Regions from separate parts of the Mus musculus genome. Here region 2 is linked to region 1. Evidence: chromatin contacts called from public HiChIP or PLAC-seq data. All regions are on one chromosome and are shown on one strand. The core of a region is the stretch at or near the end of the contact, and the rest is flanking DNA. Distances in the headings are between cores, read along the strand shown. Region 1 has its middle 17 kb from the start of 3110021A11Rik. Region 2 holds the start of Rad52 (RAD52 homolog, DNA repair protein).

Evidence for each region. HiChIP or PLAC-seq counts read pairs in DNA pulled down with a chosen protein or histone mark.
Region 2: an H3K4me3 HiChIP or PLAC-seq map of neural progenitor cells shows a contact between it and region 1, with 58 read pairs. The contact joins the promoter of Rad52 here to the enhancer-like site in region 1. A contact is called at or near these places in 2 of 39 promoter capture datasets (hematopoietic stem and progenitor cells and macrophages), 2 of 15 datasets of contacts at CTCF or cohesin (CD8 T cells and the NIH/3T3 cell line), 43 of 484 Hi-C or Micro-C datasets (the BV-2 cell line, the C2C12 cell line, the C3H10T1/2 cell line and 29 more), 11 of 115 datasets of contacts at active chromatin or transcription factors (the HPC-7 cell line, bone marrow-derived macrophages, embryonic midbrain and 4 more) and 4 of 9 other capture datasets (adipose tissue, embryonic stem cells, liver and 1 more).

Annotation. Positions count from the first base shown.
Region 1 is chr6:119,862,277-119,868,342 of GRCm38.p6, reverse strand. No RefSeq gene overlaps it. Among named protein-coding and RNA genes, the nearest start is that of 3110021A11Rik, 17 kb to the right of the region's middle. Within about 2 kb of position 3,487, at least 66 of the 459 cell types and tissues checked have an H3K27ac peak or open chromatin away from gene starts, as enhancers often do. A contact at or near this core is called in the C3H10T1/2 cell line, brain, cerebellar granule neurons and 6 more, where this site is marked.
Region 2 is chr6:119,899,995-119,906,060 of GRCm38.p6, reverse strand. Rad52 (RAD52 homolog, DNA repair protein) reads right to left here and starts at 3,363. Exons shown (of 12, transcript NM_001166381.1): 1 at 3,226-3,363.

The sequences.
Region 1 (6,066 bases), core at 2,238-4,737:
CGTCTCCTCCCACACCTGATCCTGTCCCCACTTTTTTCCTCTCTCCCTCCTCTCTTCCTCCCAAGTCCTTCCCACCCTCTGGCTCCTGTGATTATTTTGTTCCCCCTTCTAAGTAGGACTGAGGCATCCACACTTTGGTCTTCCTTCTTCTTGACTTTCATATGGTCTGTAAGTTGAATCATGGGTATTCCGAGCTTTTTCCCTAATATTCACTTATCAGTGAGTGCATACCATGTGTGTTCTTTTGTAACTGTGTTACCTCACTCAGGATGATATTTTCTAGTTCCATCCATTTGCCTGCAATTTCATGAACTCATTGTTTTTAATAGCTGAGTAGTATTCCATTGTGTAAATGTATCACATTTTCTGTATCCATTCTTCTATTGAGGGACAACTGTGTTGTTTTCAGCTTCTGGCTATTATAAAATAAGGCTGCTATGAACATAGTGGAACATGTGTCCTTATTACATGTTGGGGTATCTTCTGGGTATATGCCCAGGAGTCGTATAGTTGGGTCCTCAGGTAGTACTATGTCCAATTTTCTGAGGAAACACCAGACTGGTTTCCAGAGTGGTTGTACCAGCTTACAATCCCACCAACAATGGAAGAGTGTTCCTCTTTCTCCACATCCTCTCCAGCATCTGCTGTCACCTGAGTTTTTTATCTGGTGTGAGATAGAATCTCAGGGTCATTTTGATTTGCATTTCCCTGATGACTAAGGATGTTGAACATTGCTTTAAGTGCTTCTCAGTCATGCGAGATTCCTCAGTTGAGAATTCTGTTTAGCTCTGTACCCCATTTTCAATAGGGTTATTTGGTTCTCTGGAGTCTAATTTCTTGAGTTCTTTGTACATTTTGGATATTAGCCCTCTCTTGGATGTAAGGTTGGTAAAGATCTTCTCCCAATCTGTGAGTTGCCGTTTTGTCTATTGACAGTGTCCTTTGCCTCACAGAAGTTTTGCAATTTTATGAGGTCCCATTTGTCGATTGTTGATCTTAGGGCATAAGCCATTGGTGTTCTGTTCAGGAAAATTTTCCCTGTGCCAATGTGTTCAAGGCTCTTTCCCACTTTCTCTTCTATTAGATTCAGAGTATCTGGTTTTATGTGGAGATCCTTGGTCCACTTGGACTTGAGCTTTGTACAAGGAGATAAGAATGAATTGATTTGGGGGCTGGTGAGATGGCTCAGCAGGTAAGAGCATTGACTGCTCTTCTGAAGGTCCTGAGCTCAAATTCCAGAAACCACATGGTGGCTCACAACCACCTATAATGAGATCTGACACCTCTTCTGGTGCATCTGAAGACAGCTACAGTGTACTAATGTATAATAAATAAATCTTTGGGTTGGAGCAAGCAGGGACTGAGCGAGCAGAGTTGACCAGAGTGAGCTAGGCCAACTGGAGCAAGTGGGATTGACCAGAGTGAGCAGTGGTCCTAATATTTAATTCCCAACAACCGCATGAAGACTCACAACAATCTGTACAGCTACAGTGTACTCACGTACATAAAATAAATAAACAAATCTTTAAACAAATAAAAATAAATCTTAAAAAAAATGGATTGATTTGCATTCTTCTACAGGCCAACTTCCACTTAAGCCAGCACCATTTGTTGAATATGCTGTCTTTTTTTCACTGGATGGTTTTAGCTTCTTTGTCAAAGATCAAGTGACCACAGGTGTGTGGGTTCATTTCTGGGTCTTTAGTTTTATTCCATTTATCTACCTGCCTGTCATTGTACCAATACCGTGCAGTATTTTTTTTTTATCACTCTTGCTCTGTAGAACAGCTTGAGGTCAAGCACGGTGATTCTCCCAGAAGTTCTCTTATTGTTGAGAATAGTTTTGCTATCTTGGGTTTTTTGTTGTTCCAAATGAATTTGAGAATTGCTCTTTCTATCTCTATGAAGAAATGAATTGGAATTTTGATGGGGATTGCATTGCATCTGTAGATTGCTTTTGGTAAGATGGCCATTTTTACTATGTTAATTCTGCCAATTCATCTTCTGAGATCTTCTTCAATGACTGTGACGTTTAATTCCAACGTTCAAGAGGCAGAGGTAGACTACTAGAGGTGCAGGGCCAATTTAGGCTAGCTACAAGAGTTCCAGGCTAGCCAGAACTACAGAGTAAAACACTATCTCAAAATATGGGGGCTGGAGAAATGGCTCAGTGGTTAAGAGGGCATCCTGCTTTTACAGAGGACTTGAGTTCAGTACCCAGCACACATAACAGGTAGCTACTAATAGCCTGTAAATCTAATACCAGGGGAATCTGACTCCTTGGGTACCTGTACACACACACACACACACACACACACACACACACACACACACACCCTCTTCCTGCATGTGCATATACACAATAAAAATAGATCTTTAAAAACAAAAACAAAATTAGAATTTTTCCAGGCATAATGGTATTGTGGTAGAATTGTTTGTGCTTGGGAGTTTGAAAGCAGCCTAACCAACACATGCCATCCTCTCTATGCATGTGTATGCATGTTAGTGTAGAAGACTATGCAGGTGTACATGTGGGTGGGTGCCTGTGGCAGTCAAGAGGACAACCTTGGGTATCCTTCTCAGGAATACTGTCCACATTTGTTGAGGAAGGGGCTCTCATTGGCCTAGAGTTCATCAATTAGGCTAGATTGACTAACCATTGACTAACCAAGGGACCCTCCTTGGCTCTGCCTCCTGTATTGGAATTGGAATTACACAAGAGTGCCATAACACTTGACATTTAGATGGATTTGGGGGATCAAATTCAGGTAGGTCCTTGTGGTTTTAAGGCAAGCACTTTGTCAACTGAGCTAGTCCCACCCCAAAGATCATGTCTTTTTTAAAGAAAAAAAGGTACTGGGGCTGGAAAGATGGCTCAGAACTATTTTTCTTTGAGAGGACTTTAGATCAATTTTCAGCACTCACAACAACTGTCTTACTACTATTGCTTCTACTCCAGCTCCAGGGGATCTCATGCCCTCTTCTGGATGCCGCAGTTACCTACACTCATGTGCACATATCCACACATATATGTATATATTTAGTATATATACTAAAAATTTTAAATCAATAAAAAATATCTACCAAGCCGGGCAGTGGTGGTGCATGCCTTTAATCCTAGCACTTGGGAAGCAAAGGCAGGCAGATTTCTGAGTTCGAGGCCAACCTGGTCTACAGAATGAGTTCCAGGACAGCCAGGGCTACACAGAGAAACCCTGTCTTGAAAACACAAACAACAACAACAACAACAAGAAAATCTACCAAAAAGTATTATCTTGGTAAAATGAGTTTTGTGCTTATTAATTTGCTCCTTTGTTAGGAACACGTCATCATTTATGTTGCTCATGAATCTTGCTTCACCTCTCACTCTGTGGATTAGTCAGGATAGCAGGCTGGAGGCTGCAAGATCTGGTTTTCAAGCCAGTGCACTCCATGACTGGCAAGGAAGTGCTGGCTCCTGGCCCAGAGTGCATCTGAGTTCCGGGCTCAGTCCATGTTCCTCTCCGCATGGGCTTTTTCACCAGCTGCCTGGAGTTTTTCCTGGCATATGACTGGGCACTGAGAGCCAGCATTCCAAAAAAGCAGAAAGCTGCACTGCCTCCGATTATCTAGCCTCCAAAGAAAACGCAGTCTTCCCTCTCAAAGACAGAGTATCAGAGTATCAATGTAAGGACTCGTGGAATGGGGGACAGTAGCGCCTCATTTTGTGAAGTTACCTACCACAGAATACTAACACATCGTGCCAGGCAATGAAGTGGCTTCTAGATCTCCGAGCTTCACATGCAAGCCGGGCTGAACTGGAAGGATCTGGGTGGCACAGGATGGATGTAGTGATTCAGAGGTCTTGTGCAGAGAATGGAGCTGGGTGGGGTGCTTCAGTGGCAGGAAGGCTTCAGGAGGTGGGAAGCATTTTCTTTAAGCATCACCATGGTAGTTATTAGTAATTTGGCTAGGTTTCAAGACTAGTTACTTTGTCTCATTGTTGAGGGTGGGTCGGTAGATAGGGTATTTTTACTGCCGTGTTTCCTGCCCTTGTCTACTGCATGATAGCAGTGGTACAGCTTGCCAGGTGGGTGCAGGGAACTGAATCTGGGTCCTCTGGAAGAGCAACAAGTGCTCTTAACTGCTGGGCCACCTCTTTAGCCCCGTACCCTACTGCATTTAAATGTATGATTTTCAGGCTAAGGGTGTAGCTTAGTGGTAGATCACTTGCTGATATGAGCCATGAGTTTGATTCTCAGCACCTCAAAAAAAGTTTAATTTTATCCATTTAACGTATTTTAAGAGGCGGGGATGTAGAGTGCTGGCCTAGAATGCACAGAGCCCTGGGTTCTAGCCCCAGCACCAGGACACGGAAGAAGAAGGATCAGAATTGTAAGTCAGCTTAGGTTACTAAGGGAATCTGAGGCTGCTTCAGCTACGTGAGAGATTGTCTCAAACAAACAGCAACAACAACAGAAAACCCTAAAACCAAGCACATCACCTATCTCTCAGATTACTACGCCTTCTCTTGAATTAGCTTTGGTCTAAGAATACACCTATGGTAGTGGAGAGATGGCTCAGTGGCTTGGAGCCCTGGCTGTTCTTTCAGAGGGTCTGATGCCCTCTTAGCCTTCCCAGGCACCAGACAGAAAAGTAGTGTACCATATACTCAACCAGACAAAACTCTCATACACATCTTTTTTTTTTTTCTCTTTTTAAACAAAATCTGTGGCTGTATGTGCATGCTTGTAATCCTGGCTCTTTGTAGATTGAGTTCATGGCTAGAGTTAGCTCCATGGAGTCATGCTTCAAACAAACCCAAAGAAGAAAGAAAAAACTCACACTTGTAACAAAGTAGGCTTTTGATTCACCATCTCCCATGGAGGAAAGAACTGAGAGATGGATACAGTAGCAGATGCTGTAATCCTAGGCCTTGGGAAGCTGAGGCAGGAACATCACCATGGACTTGGGGCCACCCTAGGCTACCTAGTGAGTCCCAGGTCAGCCTTTGTCACATGGAAAGAGCTCCTATTCAAAAAAAAGGGTGGCATGGTGCTGAAATAGAAGATGGTAATTTTCTTCTATACTTGAGTTATAAGGACAGGCTAGTGTGATGAATGAGGGATGCCCTCCATGGTCTTGGGTATCTGGAGACTTGGTCCAGGAGAAGTGGTTCTGTATGGGGAAGTTTAGGTGTAGCCTTGCTAAAGAAAATATGTCTCTGGAGGGCTTTGAGAACTTAAGACCTAGTCCTGCTAGACCTGTCTTTGCTTTGTGCTTTGACTTTGAAGACGTGAGCTCTGGGATTCCTGTTCTGGCTGCCATTGCCTCTTCTCTCACATTATGGACTCTTACTCCTCTGAAACTGTAAGAAATAATCTTTCTTCCTTTAAGTTCCAGTGGTCCTGGTGTTTTATCACAGCAAGAGAAATATAACCAATACAGCTAGTAGTGGGGACTTCTGTGGAAAGAGCAACTATAACAATATGTGTAAGAATTTTTAGATTTAGAAGTCCGGCGGCATACACCGGAGATTCCACCACTGGGAGGTGGAGGCAGAAGCATCAGGATTTCAAGGTCAACCTTGGTAACAAAGTGTGTTTGAGGCTAGCCTGGAATATGTGAGACCCCATTTCAAAGCCCCCTTCTGAAATAAACCAACTAAATTAGATACATTTCTAGTACTATATCAGTATTCAAGCATGAATATGTTTTCTTTTTAAATAAAAAATAGGAACAAAGAAATTTAGTAGCATCAGCAAGTAAGCCTTGTGTTTTTATAGGCAATATAATCTCGCTCACAAATATTCCACTCTGGCATGTTAGCGGAAAAGCATCCACCGACAATTCATAACTTTTTATTACACAAGATATTTTCATATTGTGATTTGTGATCATTGTGGATTTGTGTGTGTGTGTGTGTGTCTGTGTCACTTTGACACAAACATAAAACGTATCTGGAAAGAGGGACTCTCGATTGAGGAACTGCCTCCATCAGTTTAGTTTGCAGGCAAATCTGTGAGGCACTTTCTTGATTGGCCGATGTGGGAGGGTCCGCCTTACTGTGGGCAGTGTCACCACCGA
Region 2 (6,066 bases), core at 2,114-4,613, 38 kb before region 1:
TTGGGCTTTAAAGCCATCTTATTGTAAAGACAAACTAGCCTCATTCCTGTTCATGATTAAACCTGTTTCTCAAGGACTGGGCTATGTCCCACCTACAACCTTAACTACAAATGGTTCTGTAAGCCTGTTCCAGGAATGGTAATCATGTCTTTGTTTCAAAAAGTTAATAACTATCTTGCAACCCACCATTGTTGCAAAGGGGTCGCTATGGATACCAGTTATTAGGACTACCTTGTTATGCCCACCTTGCAACCATGTCTTTGTTTCAGGAGGTCTTTAGAACTACTTGTTATGCTTTGTTCTGCACCTGTAACTCTGCCTATTTTGCCTGCCAATCCCCACACTTGGAAACCTCCTACCCTTGAGCTATGAAAGTCTTAGCTTCCTCATATCCAATGCTGATCTCTCCAACCGTGCCGTAAGTGGAGGCAGCCAATGTACACAAATAGAAAAGGCTTATTTTCACTAACTGCTTGCTTTAATTAACTTGCCCATGATGATGTGAGTCAACGGTCCTTCTCCTCCCATCTTTGGGATTAACATACGGGACATTTGTTTGTTCTAGTTGGGGTCTCATTCAGACTGCCCTAGAACTCACTGTGTACCCACTCCCTGCCTTCTCAGTCCAGATCAGATATTGTCCAGTGTTCTATCAGAATAAACCAAAACTGCACAGAAGGAAGGCCTTGTCCAGAAAGAGGCCAGCCCACAGCCTTCTGGTGGCAGGTGGCAGGAACTCCTTTCCCTTCCCAGGTGACTTTGGTCGGTGTATCTCACATTTGAGGTTGTTCCTGTGGGGGAGTGCTGGGGTGGGACATGGATGGCAATCTTGCTTCATATTCAAATTGCTATCACCACAAACCCTGTCTACATACATGAGAAATGAAGTCGGCTCCGTTCTGTACTTAGATTTTGAAAATAATGAACATATCTTGTCTGTTTGGTCTTATAATTTCATCAAAGCATCCATCTATATTTTAGGTGAAACTGTCACCCAGAGCTGGTCAAGGCGGCCCATGACTTTAATTCCAGCACTTGGGAGGCAGAGGCAGAGGCAAGCAGATCTCTCAGTTCTGGGACAGCCAAAGCTACAAAAAAAAAAAAAAAAAAAAGAATGCAAGCCTGGCCTGATGGTACTCACCGTTAACCAGCACTTGGAGGCAGCCTGATCCAGTGCGAGAGAGGCCCTGTCTCTCACCAATTAATGAAAAAGTAGGGAAAGAGGAAAGGAAGCTGCCAAAGCACCCTTAATTGTAGACAGCATGCTCTGTACACGAGACCCAAAGACTCCATCAGGAAAGTCTCAGAGCTGACAGTCACTTTAATCAAGTACCAGAAGGCAAAATTAATTCACAAAAACCATTAGGCTCTGTGCAGACCAATGACAAACACAGTTGTATTCACAATTACAACTATAAACAAACGACCATGGAATAAACCCAGCCAAAGAGGTGACTTTCGGGGGTAGGGGGGTCTCTCTGTGTAGCCCTGGCTGTTCTGGAACTTACTCTGTCGACCAGGTTGGTCTCGAGCTCACGGAAATCCACCTGCCTCAGTCTCCTGAGTGCTGGGATTAAGGGTATGTACCACCACACCCAGCTAACATTGTTTTAAAAACTGTTTATGTGCATTGGTGTTTGTCTGCATATATGTGAGGGTGCTGGGTCCTCTGCAATGGAAGTTATAGACATGTGGGTGCTGGAAATTGAACTCAGGTCCTCTGAAAGAAGAGCCACTACTCCTAGCCACTGAGCCATTTCTCCAGCCTGCATTTTTTTTTAAAGATTAGAAATTTTGATTCTTTAAAAAAAAAAAAAAAAAAAAAAAAAAAACAGCCAGGTGATGGTGGCACACGCCTTTGATCCCAGCACTTGGGAGGCAGAGGCAGGCGGATTTCTGAGTTCAAGGCCAGCCTAGTCTGCAAAGTGAGTTCCAGGACAGCCAGGTCTACACAGAGAAACCCTGTCTTGAAAAAACCAAAAAAAAAAAAAAAAAAAAATTAATGTTTGTATTATATAAGTATGTGTGTTTTGCCTGCATGCTTATCTGTGCACCACAAGTACTGAAGAAGGTATCCCTTATAACTAGAGATATAGACAGTTGTAAGCCACCATGTGAGTGGTGGGAATTGAACCCAGGTCCTTGGGAAGAGCAGCAGCCAGTTTTTTAAATAAAATATAATTCACATCATTTCCTCTCTCTCTCCTCCAATCCCTCATATCCCTCTCTCAACTTCATAGCCTTTTTCTGTTTTGTTTTACACAGACAACAGAGACATACATATATGAATAAATAAATATAACCCCTAAGTCTGTTTAATGTAGCATGTACATGTACAATTTTAGGGCTGATCACTTGGTACTGGGTAATCCATTAGGGGGTTCATCTCTGGGAAAGCCATTCTCCCTTTCTGACAGTCATTAATTGCGTATAGCTCTTCATCTAAGGGCGGGGCCCTTTAAGACCCCTCCCCCAATCCAAGTTGGCATGTCAACTGGTGCTGTTAATTGTCCAGGTCTTATTAAAGAAGCAATATTGAGATGGCCATGTAGGGGAATCAGCCTAGATGACCATCAACTTAATCAACTGATGGATAATTCAAACGAGATACAAACATCGGAACTTTATTCTGCGGAACAGATCCCACCGAAACCCACACAAAGTACTGTATTTCATACAAGTGAAACAGGTTCACTGACAAAGCAGACGGGGGTCCTAGGATGACGGGAAAAGTGAGAGGGAGAGCTAACTGTGGCTTCTGGATTTATTTAGGAGTGATGAAAATGTTATGGAATTCGATGTTGCTAGGGGTTACACAACCCCCAAGCATATGAGTAACCAGAGAACTGTACACCCCCGAGGAGTGAATTTAACCGTACTAATGCACGCTTCGTTTTTCAAAGTCCAGAAAGGCTACCCTGAATGTCAAACTCCTCAAGTCCACAGTTTCTTCTCAGCCCCACCGACTCCCTCCGACTTCACCCTGTCCTAGACAGTCCTGTTAACAGTCAGCGCGCGTGTCGCACGGTGCTCCCGAGCACGCGGTCAGCAACCCCGGACCAGGCGCCTCCCTCCAGATCCAGCGCAACCGTGGGGGCTTCAGGGCTCGGCCTCCCCGGTGGAGACGCCCCCGTGCCGGGCGTGTCCAGCAGCCGCCCGAATCCGAAAGGCCCCACGCTCCCCGACCCCGCTAGAACCACCCCGGCGAGGACCGTCCTCACTCACGCGCTTCGGAACGCGGTGCACGCAGGAGCTCGGTCCGGGTGCCTGCCGGGAAGCCGGAGAGGGCCTCGCAGAAGGAATGGAGACTCTGCAAGCTCAGAGTCCTCGCCCAAAGAAAAACAGAAGGAAAGGCCGTAAGTCAAGTCAGAAGGCGCCGAGAGCCGCAAAGCAGGCTGTCGCAAATCAAGTCGCGAACTGGAAGCGGCGGAGGACTCAGCATCCTGAGCGCTCTTGGGCTGTTATCTCACCGCCCGCGGCGATCAGCCTTCCCGCAGCCGCAGCAAGCCGCTTCGGTTTCCGTAGGCGCCCTGCGAGGGTCCCTGGTGTGACCCGGCTGGGTGACGCCCGGAGCCAACCTCTCCTCGGTGTGCTTTTAAACTCTGAGACCCTGGCAGCCAGTGGGATTTCCCCTGAAATTCAACCGGAACTAACTGGATGACAGTTACACTTTAGGCATCACTCCAAGTTAAACACAGACTGATCTCAGTTTATGATGTTTTCTGCTTTACAACAGATCTACGTCTCCAATGTGTAGTTTATATACTGAGAACTTTTTGTTTTTAATGGTCAGGCCTTCAGATTGTTGCAATTTAACCAATTCATTATATGGCCACTATATCCAGGATCTTTCGTGTTTTCCTAGATGGTTGACTTAACTAATCTTCCCAGAAACACGGAGTCAGATGCAGTTAATAAATAAATCGAAAGTCCTTTAGCACATTGTAGGGTCCATACTGACAAGACCAAGATAACAGGACAATGACACTAGCTACAAGAGAAACTCAGAATTCTGTTTCTGGAATTAGCTGGTCACTCAACTTGCCCATTACTTGCACAAAAAGGAAAGACTCTTTCTCAGGGCAGTGGTGGCCACATCTTTAATCCCAGCACCCAGGAGACAGGGGCAGGCAGATGTCTTGAGTTCGAGGATGCTACACAGAGAAACTCTGTCTCGAAGAAAAGAAAAACATCATTTGAAACTGTGCTACTGGCCGATGCAAGAGTACCAAATTTCCATTCTGGTGGCACAGACCTGTAACTCAAACTACTGGGGAAGCTGAGATAGGAGAATCCCAAAATCAAGGACAGCCTGGGCTTAAAACCTGTCTAGGTAAAAAGAGGGTTGGCATTATAGCTTAGTAGTAGGACTCTTGCCTGGCATGTAGGAAGTAATGGACTCAATCCCAACGACAGGGGAGGAGAACCTGAACATCTACGGCTACAGAGATCGCTCCACAGTTTAAGAGCACGTACTATTTCAGAGAACCTGAGTTAGGTTCCCCACATCCAAATTAGGGGACTCACAACTACCTGTAACTACAGTTCAAGGGGACCCAGTGCTCTCTTCTGGCCTCTGAAGGCACCGTAAACATACGACACTCATTTGCCCAGACACACAAAACATGTATACATATAAATAAAAACAAATCTTTTTTAAAAAAATAGACTATTAATCTGTTATCCGTGCGCCTCAGAACGTGGTGCTTGCAGGAGCTTGGCCCCGGGTGCCTGCAGGAGCTTGGCCCCGGGTGCCTGCAGGGAAGCCGAAGTGGGCCTCGCAGAAGAGATGGAGACTCTGCAAGCTCAGGGGACGCAGGGAAGAGGGCCATCAGGTTTGTACTGAGCCATGTGGCTGAACCCCTTTCCTTTTATAATTACTTATGTTAAACATCTTTTTATATTTTGGATATCATATAGCCGCCCAAATCCAAAGGGCCTCATGCTCCGAGACCCCACTGAGACCACAATGAAGACGCAGCACAAGATGGCGCACACCTTTAATTTCAGCACTCAGAGGGCAGACACAAATGAAAATCAACTTGGTCTACATAAGGAGTTGCAAGACAGCCAGTGCTACACTATAGAGAAACTCTGTCTCAACAAAACAAAACCACTAAGGACGGGCTGGTGAGTTTACTCAGTGGTTAAGAGAAATTGTTGCTCTTGCAGAGCATCTGGGGTTAGATTCCCAGCACCCACATGGCAGCTCACAACCATCTGTAACTCCAGGTCCAGGGGCTCTGATGCCTGCTTCTGGCATTCTTGGGCACGTAGTGCATACATACATGAAGGTAAGATGTTCATACCCATACATCTAAATGTTCATACCCATACATCTAAATGTTCATACCCATACACCTAAAAAAGAATGGGGGCAAAGGGGCTGCTTTACCTAGCTCAGCAAATCAACAAAAAACTTGCTTTTTTTCTCTATTCAGAGAACAATCTCTCAGTGTTGTCTCTCTGCGGCTCCAGTCAAACTGGGGCAATTCATTTCAAAGTTCCAAAAATGCCTTGCCTATCTGTTGGCAAAGGTTGGCTAGGGTTCCATTTCCCTGCCCAACAGTCTCATCTCTGCCGGCACAACACACACTTTGGTTTTCTTTCCAGGTCTTACCTGATAGCCCAAGCTGGCCTTGAACTCACTGTGTAGCTAAGATTGAGCCCGGGCTGCTTACTGACCCTTCTGGCTTCAGTTCCCAAGTCCTAGAGTGAGAGGTGTGCAGCCCCTGCTTTCTTCCTGATGAGGACTGGACACAGTACTTCGTGTGTGCTAGGCAAGCACTGTACCAACTACATCTCCACTCCTCATATGTGTTTGGGGTTTAGTTTCGCACATGCAGTGAGTGTGAATGCACCCACACATGCAGGAGGTTACGTATAACTTTGTGGAATTGGGGGGTCTCCTTCTGCCACGTGGATTCTGGGAACAAACTCAGGTGTTCAGGCTTGGCAGCATAGCACTGAGCCAGCCTGCAAGGCCTCTGTGTGTGTGTGTGTGTGTGTGTGTGTGTGTGTGTGTGTGTGTGTGTGTGTGTGTGTTTGATGACTATTCTAACAAGA